2 separate regions of the Drosophila melanogaster genome follow, and region 1 is linked to region 2. The links are chromatin contacts, called in public targeted proximity ligation maps. All regions are on one chromosome and are shown on one strand. The core of a region is the stretch at or near the end of the contact, and the rest is flanking DNA. Distances in the headings are between cores, read along the strand shown.

Region 1 (3,824 bases), core at 231-2,730, 400 kb before region 2:
AAGATTTAAGCCATTAAAACAGGGAGTTCAGGATATATGTCCAAAGCGTGTCCTTACCGCCGAGAACTCATCGTACTCCAGTTTCTCCGCACAATCCAGGAACTTTTCTGCATCGTGCACATCCTGAGAAAATATTAGATCCATTCCGCAGTACCTAATTCATGACAATCCTGCGAAAAGTCGATTTGTTTTTCAGCCGGCTTGTACTTAGTTTTATTTAGCTTGCAACAGCTGACGCCGATTACCGTAAGTGGATGGTTTTAAACATAGTGGCAGCGCTATCTCGAGGTTCATGTACTCGCTAAACCACGAGACTAGCTGTAATTGCTGAATGGGGAAGGTGAACTCGCTAGGGCCATTGTTGCCAACTTAAATTTATCTCGCAGGCAAAAGTAATTGAACAATACATTTGAAAAAAATACAACAAAAATATATGCACTTTGTAAATGCAATAAGGAATGGAATTTTTTTTTAGCTATATATATAATCGATATTTATTCCTATGGTTGACTTTATTTTAATTTTTTTATATTATCGTATAAGTATGATCAACGTACATACATACGTATAAACGTATGATATTACAAATTTTTCAATGTAATAAAAATTCTAACGTAGTAAATATTCCATAGTTGAAATCCGTTTCTTTGCATTTGTACATATAGAAATTGTCCTGATACTATGTTAGGAAAAGGAAACCAGCTTCCTTTTGTTAAACTTACCTTAAGTCCCTTTCAACAGACCTCGCATTCCTCTCGAAGATCGAAATTTCTGGAAACTTTCTAAAAACACGAAAAACGCGACGAAAACTTACCCGGGCGAAAACACGCGGATTTTTTATATGTATATTAACTGCTTGGTTGACTACCAACAAAAACTGAACACGTGTTCATCTATAAAATAATTAAATACTCAGTTATGAAATTGATTTTGTATAAAAGTAATGAAACAGCTAAAATGTAATTAACTTGTTAATTATGAAACCACTCAGATATGTACAACATTCGATTCATGAACAGGACATTTTGGAAGATTTGCCAAATTATTTGCCATCTTGAAAGCTGGGACCACCTATGAATGCACGTGCGACGAGCACATTTGTAGGCCCTGATAGAACATAACCTAGACTACTGCGGAAAAAGAAATTGTTCACAACGCGCAGAGCAGCAAAAGTTTAGATGCCGTCGCCAAACCACTTTTATCATCAATTGCCACATCTGAACTGCCAGGAGCGAATTTTTGAAGGAATTCGAAGCAGCAACATGGGAGCTACAAGCACCACGATGCGGCCACTAGGATGGCAATGTGCAACCGGACTGAAGCAGCAAAAAGTCGGAAAAAAACTCTGGGAATTGTATCAATATTGATCTGATGCTTTAGGCTATTGGTTAAACATTAAGTGCAATCGCAAATTATTCACTACAATACCGGACTGACAAATGATTTTGTATTTAAATTGGAACTGGTGAACTTCGACGAGAATGAAACGCAACTAACCAATTTTCTTATTGAAGTGACGCGATAATTATTGAAATGACAAGCAATTAACATATAAGCCTATCGATATACAGTCTTGAGAAGCACATAAAGACATCTTAAGGTGCGACATTGAAATCTTTCAAAATTACCATCACTTAATATGTAGAAAAATAATTGTTATAATGATTTTTCAAGGGAATTTGGCCTGACTTATAAAACACGAAAAATAAATGCACATGTGTTATGAGAAATTTGGCTTGCTTAGAAATTCGAAACCAATAAGTACTCCAATACACCCACTATTCCAACGCAGTGATTTCTTGCACGGACATAAGAGTTCTGAAGCACGTTTGCCTTGACCCCGGGACATTGTGTTCCCCATGTCTTGCGAATGTCCTGGCTGCCCCGGCCTTTGTTGTCCAGATGGCATATGCAAAGTGCAAACAAATTATTATTAGCTGCCAACAGCGCCAGCTACATCATCTTCACAATGGAAGCACCGAGGGATTCCCACACAAATGTGGCGTCCAGGAGAACGGAAAAGGCGTTTGGTCAGGGCGGGGCTTCGCTGCATTCTCCCATTGTACGGCCAAAGTTCCGCCTTTAAGGCGAACCCATTTAATTCACTTTGTCACCATGCAAATGAAACATTAGTGGTGACGTATCCAAATGGATCGCTCAAAGGTCTCCGTCGGATGCCTGCAATTAGGCCAGACACGTAAATGGAAATGATTTACAATCGTTTGGGCGTCTGTTGCTTCTGTTGCTCCTGCTGCAATTCACTTACCATCAAGTGCACTGAGAAAAATCCCTTTCAGCATGGATAATATAAAAGGTAAATATTAAAAGAAATAATATTACTTTAATAACAGATATGTATTGTTCAATTTAATTTGCAACCAACATCCAATCTTCGTGTATTACCTTATGAATGTCCTTTTCTACGGTATAATTAATACTTTTTCATTTCTAAATAAGCACATTCCATCATCTATAAACATTTGATTTTCTCGCTAAAGAGCGTCATAATCGATCAAGTTTTTTATTAGTGCTGCGGAGGAACGGACACATGTAGCTGTCATCGGCGTTGAGAGTCGGCAGCGATTTATCAGTGGCCAAATCAATTAGTAACTACGTAGCTTATCTCCTGGATGGACGAACTCTGCAGCGCTCCAATGGTGCGGGTGCGGGTGGGGTCCCATGGCCCATTCATTATACGCACCGGCAGAGGAGTGTCATAAATATTCCCATCATCGTTTATTCGGCGTCCCATCAAATGGCCACAAATGAAAACCTGTTGATGTGCCCGCATAGAAAGCGATACGCTGCAACGCACACACACACACACACACACAACACAACACCACACAGCGCAACACACACTCCCACTTGACATCTTTGGGACGTCAGTTGTAATTGAAGAAGCTCTTTTTATCCTTCGTTTTTTAGCAACAAAACGAAGGAGGCGCTGTGTCGCCATAAATATTCATGAAGCACTAAAAGGGTTCTCCTCCGGATCCTAAGCATCCTGCTGTGGAGTCGCATTCAGGATGGAGCTGTGGGCATAGGTACATCGGTGGTTGGTAAGTGGCGAGAATCGTATTTGTGTTTGGTCAATTGCCACCCGGTGACAAAGAAATGCAATATGCAATATGCTGTCGTCAGTCGTTCCATTTGCTCCATTGTAAGTGTGCGGAGTGTTTAATTTTAAATGCCCCAAGGAGTGCGTGTACCTGAATTTGAATGAGTACAAGGCTCGGTTTCCCCAGGGGATCGACAATGGTCTCCGCCATTGTCGGATGGTGGGAGTCAGAGCAAACAATCGCGCATGTGTGCCCTAAACTTGGGGTTTCTCCTCACTCACCCACACACACACACGCACACACACATTACGCTCGCTTACACTTACACTTATACTAACACGTACCCCGCTAAGTAGGCAACACACTTTTCGGCCACTTCCGTTGCACAAACGACAGTCGACAAGCGGATATCCATATCCCCCTGCCATTGTGTGCGTGCGCAGCCGGCATTCCTGTCCACACACACACACACACACACACACCTAAACGAAGCACCCTTCGTGGACACATGGATGGCCGTTCGGGCGTCGATTCGCTTCCGTTTTGATTTATAAGCGACCGCCGCGCCGGGCTGCGTATCATTAGCAGTTGATCAACAGGTTTGCGCACAGCCAACAGCCAGGACAGGACATCCAGTTGCCACGCTCCTCGAAATCTGTTTCACACCGGTCAAGTGAGAGCGCTATAATTGAATTGCACTCGTGCCCGTAAATTCACTTAAAAACGCTATTTCATGTCGAAAAAAATTCTATAAAAGAGTGC
Region 2 (3,986 bases), core at 47-2,546:
GGCCGCGCGCTTTCTTTGCGGTTTGCTGTTGCTATTGCCATTGCTTTTGATTGATGATTCATTGGGCGGCGGGGAGAAAAGCACACGCGGCACTCGGTCAATTGCGTCATCAATGCGGCAAGTTAATTTTACAAAAAACCACATGTGACGTCGCCGACGTCGCTTGTTTTGCATTGCGAAATTTCACTTTTCATTTGGGGCGGCCGGCGCAAGCGCTTTTCCGCCGACGAGACGCCCACCTGCACTTTTCCAATTATATAAGAACAGTCCTTGAAATTAAATGGGGAAAAACGTTGGAAAATACCAATCAAATGCCTGCTAAATGCACTTTTTAGAAAGGGGAACACGCGGCAGTGTCTCATTGATCGCTGAAACGATGATGGTAATTCCTGGAATTCCACATGATGCAAAAGCGGACCTCGAATGTGGGACAAGTGAAAAGCACGCGAAATGCGAGTTTTCCGCTGAATCCAGTACTAAGTCTAAATGGACCATAGCCCCGCAGACTTTTTGCAAATTAACGCACATGATTTGATTATTTTTACACTAAACTTGCTTAAAGTTTAAATATTTACGTTTTTACAGCCGAAAACTTTTGCGTTAGTGGTGGGACTGTTAATGCTAGCGCACGGCCTGGACTCTCAAACATATCGAAACGCTATCGTTTTGTGCCAGATATCGATTATTTTTACAGTTTTGGTGAGCGGTAACACTAGCATACAGAGCTTATTCCTATGCGACTGCAGATGGCGCCACTGTGGAAGATCATGAAAGGCGCGATGTAAAAAGTCTGTAAGTAATATGTAAAGAATTCAAAATTTTTCCGTAATCTACTTAAACCATTTGATACCTTTAATTTAATAATATAGGTTCAAGATATTATTATTATTATTATTATTTTATTATTATTATTTTTTTGTAACCACGATTGGGTTGACTTCTGCTTGACACTTTTCCATTTTGAATATCCGTGAAATCATATCAAGTTATTTAAGAAACATTGAAACGAAATTTTCAAAAGAAAAGCGAGAAACATATGTTTAGTAATTTCCAACAATGTTTGAAGCCACCTACATTGTTTTTCTCAGGAATAGTCGCAATAGTCGCGGCCTGACACAAAAACTGGAATTCAACTTGCACTAAACCATTTAATTGCTACGCACACTAGACAGAGACTAATATCTGCTGTATTGATCCAGACAGTAGCCGGTAATTTGGTCCGATATACAGTCAAAGACATTGTAAAATCCCAAATAAGAAGACTTTACTCGTTGAGTTTTTGTAAGAAAACTGATTTTATTTGGAAATATCTTCGGTTTAAATAGGTGACATGAGAATCGCATCTTAAAGTAAATGGCCTACGCAGAGGCCTACGTAAATAGTCCCCGCCTTATCGAGGTCCCACGCTCGGGCACATCTGCCTATCTTGAGCGGCGAGGACCTTATCTGTGGTCTCCCACTAAGGGACTATTTTAGGAGGCGGGGAACGATCTCAAGTGACTGACTCATGTAGTGTGCACTTAAATTACATGTTTTTGAGCAATGCACCCATGTCGCCTTAGATAACAAAATCCTAAATATAATTTATCGCTCTCGATTCATTTACATAAGATATGAACGGAGCCCAAAATTGTAAGTCTTTAAATATATTCGTGTTCATGTGTGAACATTCTGCCAAAGGGCCAGCAAAGCTGAGATGTACATTAGTATATTAGTTGCATTTATAACAGTAGTGGACTGTATTTATTTGATATATGTTCATTTATTTTGCAACTAAGATTTCAATGGGCCTAGTTTTTCTGGCTTTTAATTTTATTGGATTACAATTATGGTTTATATTATTTTTAATTCAACAATTTGTACTTAATTAACTTATTTTAAACATTTTGCTTTTTCTATGTAGAAGTACATTTTCTATTAGTGGACTGTATATTTTTATTTGTTATATTATTTTATTGTTTATTTACTATTGATATTTATAGTACTGGCAACGGACCTGCAAAGGTTATTGCTTGCATTCTTTGTTGCACAGCACATTTCCGTATGAAATATATTATTAATACTATCATTAGTATTAAAGCAATAATTAATCCAGCATGTCCGGAAATATGATGGAAATGTAAATCTTTCAATTTTTGATGGTTCTCTTTCATAAATTTAATTTCATTATTCAATCGTTCAAATTCCTCAGTATGATTTAATATTGATAGTTTCAGCGGATCCCAAATAATCTTCGGCACTCCACTAACTTCTCCTATATAAGGTGTTGATAATAATTCTTCACTTTCGGACTGAATGTTATGGTGGGCAACTAGAATTTTATCGTCGGTTCTTGCCGTACAATATGGCGCAATGCTTAAAACTCCTTGCTGAGGCAAATCAAACAATTCAATTTGAGAGCCAGTACATTGCAGACGGACTTTTGAATTCGCAGGAACCTTAAACAACCAACTACTTTTCTTTTCTAACTCTACCCAGTAACTTTTAGAGTCGACTACTGTTTTATAGATGCAGTTCGCCGCTTTATCTGGCTTTAGAGGCTGAATCTCACATGCATTATCATTCGCTGAATTCCAGGGCCAACTTCCTTTGCATATTCTCTTATTTAGTTGCCATTTCTGACATTGATTTAATGTGGCTTCCGTCATTATGTGATAGGAATCTATCTCAAAATTATAAATTAAATATTCGGACGTTGTATGCACCATTATTATCCGATCTTCATTTCGAATTGGCACCGGAATAAGCCTGAACAATTTGGATGGATGCCTGCTAAACAGAGGCACTTTTGCACTAATGATCAATTTATCGTCGATGAATAAACCCCTGGCTGTTAACAGTGTATACACCTCCTTAAGTTCCGTACCTGACCGTTTTCCTGGAATTACTAGGTTCTCTGAAAGACTCTGCTGAATTTTGGCAATTTCTTTTTTAAGCTGATTTGGCCTGAGAATATTTGTATTTAGCCTACCGTGATTAATATCAATCAACAGGCTTATAATGCCTGCTTGAATTTTTTCGCCTTCTTCAATCAATGAGTGTAGCTGTTTCGTAATCATAAAGAATTTTATTGATTCCTTATAAACATAATAATTTTCTTTAAGAACTTCTGTCATGTTCTCAATTCTTATTTGCATACTTCTAAAATTGGAGTTAACATCTTCTGTTGTTCTCTTTAATAGATTAGAAGTTGAATCAACCACAGATGTTTGTTTTTGAATTAGTTTATCAAGGTTGTTCTGGTTATCTAACAAATTCTTCATATTTTCTTCTAATTGCTCTCTATCATCTTCATCCATTATACCAAATAAAATATGATACAAGGAACCCATAAATTCGAAAGGAGCACGCTTGCTTCTAGATCTAGACTGCATCATAAACAATTTATTGTTTTCTTCAAGTTCCGATAACTGACTTTGCATATTATCTAAGACTAGACTACATTGCTCTTCAAAGCTATGAAGTCTTTCGCAAACTTTCCTCATACTTTGTATAAGCGCATTACCCTTTGTTAACATTTTAAAATATGGATCCATTTTATAATAGATAACCAAATTCCAAGAAGTACTCACAATCTCAACATCTCCTAGCGGGTCTAGATATATTGCTGAGGTTTTATTTATTTTGTCTATAGAATATCTTGGTGCTATATCTTTAGGTAATGCGCTAGAAACTTGACAACTTAACACAAACAACAACATTGCCATAATGATTCCGATCTTGGACATTCCCGATGTCGCTCTAGTTCGTCTTTTTGGCTCTTGGTCAGCCTCATTTTTGTCAACAGACTTTATTCCTTCCAAGGGACAAATTTTAGTAATGGGTCTAGTGATATATCCTTCCTGCATCTTTACTTTAGCCACTCGGACCTTATCATCATTCCCCTTATGCACCTTTTCCACCTTTCCTAAAGGCCATCTTGCAGGATGACAATTCTCATCCTTTAATAAAACTATTTGCCCTTCTTCTATATTAGGAATTTCCTT

The links.
Region 1: a targeted proximity ligation map of the Kc167 cell line shows a contact between it and region 2, with 2.6 times the contacts expected there. A contact is called at or near these places in 2 of 107 Hi-C or Micro-C datasets (the Kc167 cell line and wing imaginal disc) and 1 of 7 datasets of targeted methods (the Kc167 cell line).

Annotation. Positions count from the first base shown.
Region 1 is chr3L:17,349,478-17,353,301 of dm6, reverse strand. It overlaps CG7692, which reads right to left and starts at 1,480. Exons shown (of 7, transcript NM_001316448.1): 1 at 723-1,480; 2 at 58-170. The coding sequence starts at 144. It overlaps Mip (Myoinhibiting peptide precursor), which reads left to right and starts at 3,636. Exons shown (of 2, transcript NM_140714.4): 1 at 3,636-3,824.
Region 2 is chr3L:16,952,132-16,956,117 of dm6, reverse strand. Ogdh (Oxoglutarate dehydrogenase) reads right to left here and starts at 1,296. Exons shown (of 13, transcript NM_168704.4): 1 at 1,075-1,296; 2 at 576-790. It overlaps Cpr73D (Cuticular protein 73D), which reads left to right. Exons shown (of 5, transcript NM_001316452.1): 2 at 586-792. It overlaps Obp73a (Odorant-binding protein 73a), which reads right to left. Exons shown (of 4, transcript NM_001347747.1): 4 at 1,176-1,238. The coding sequence ends at 1,176.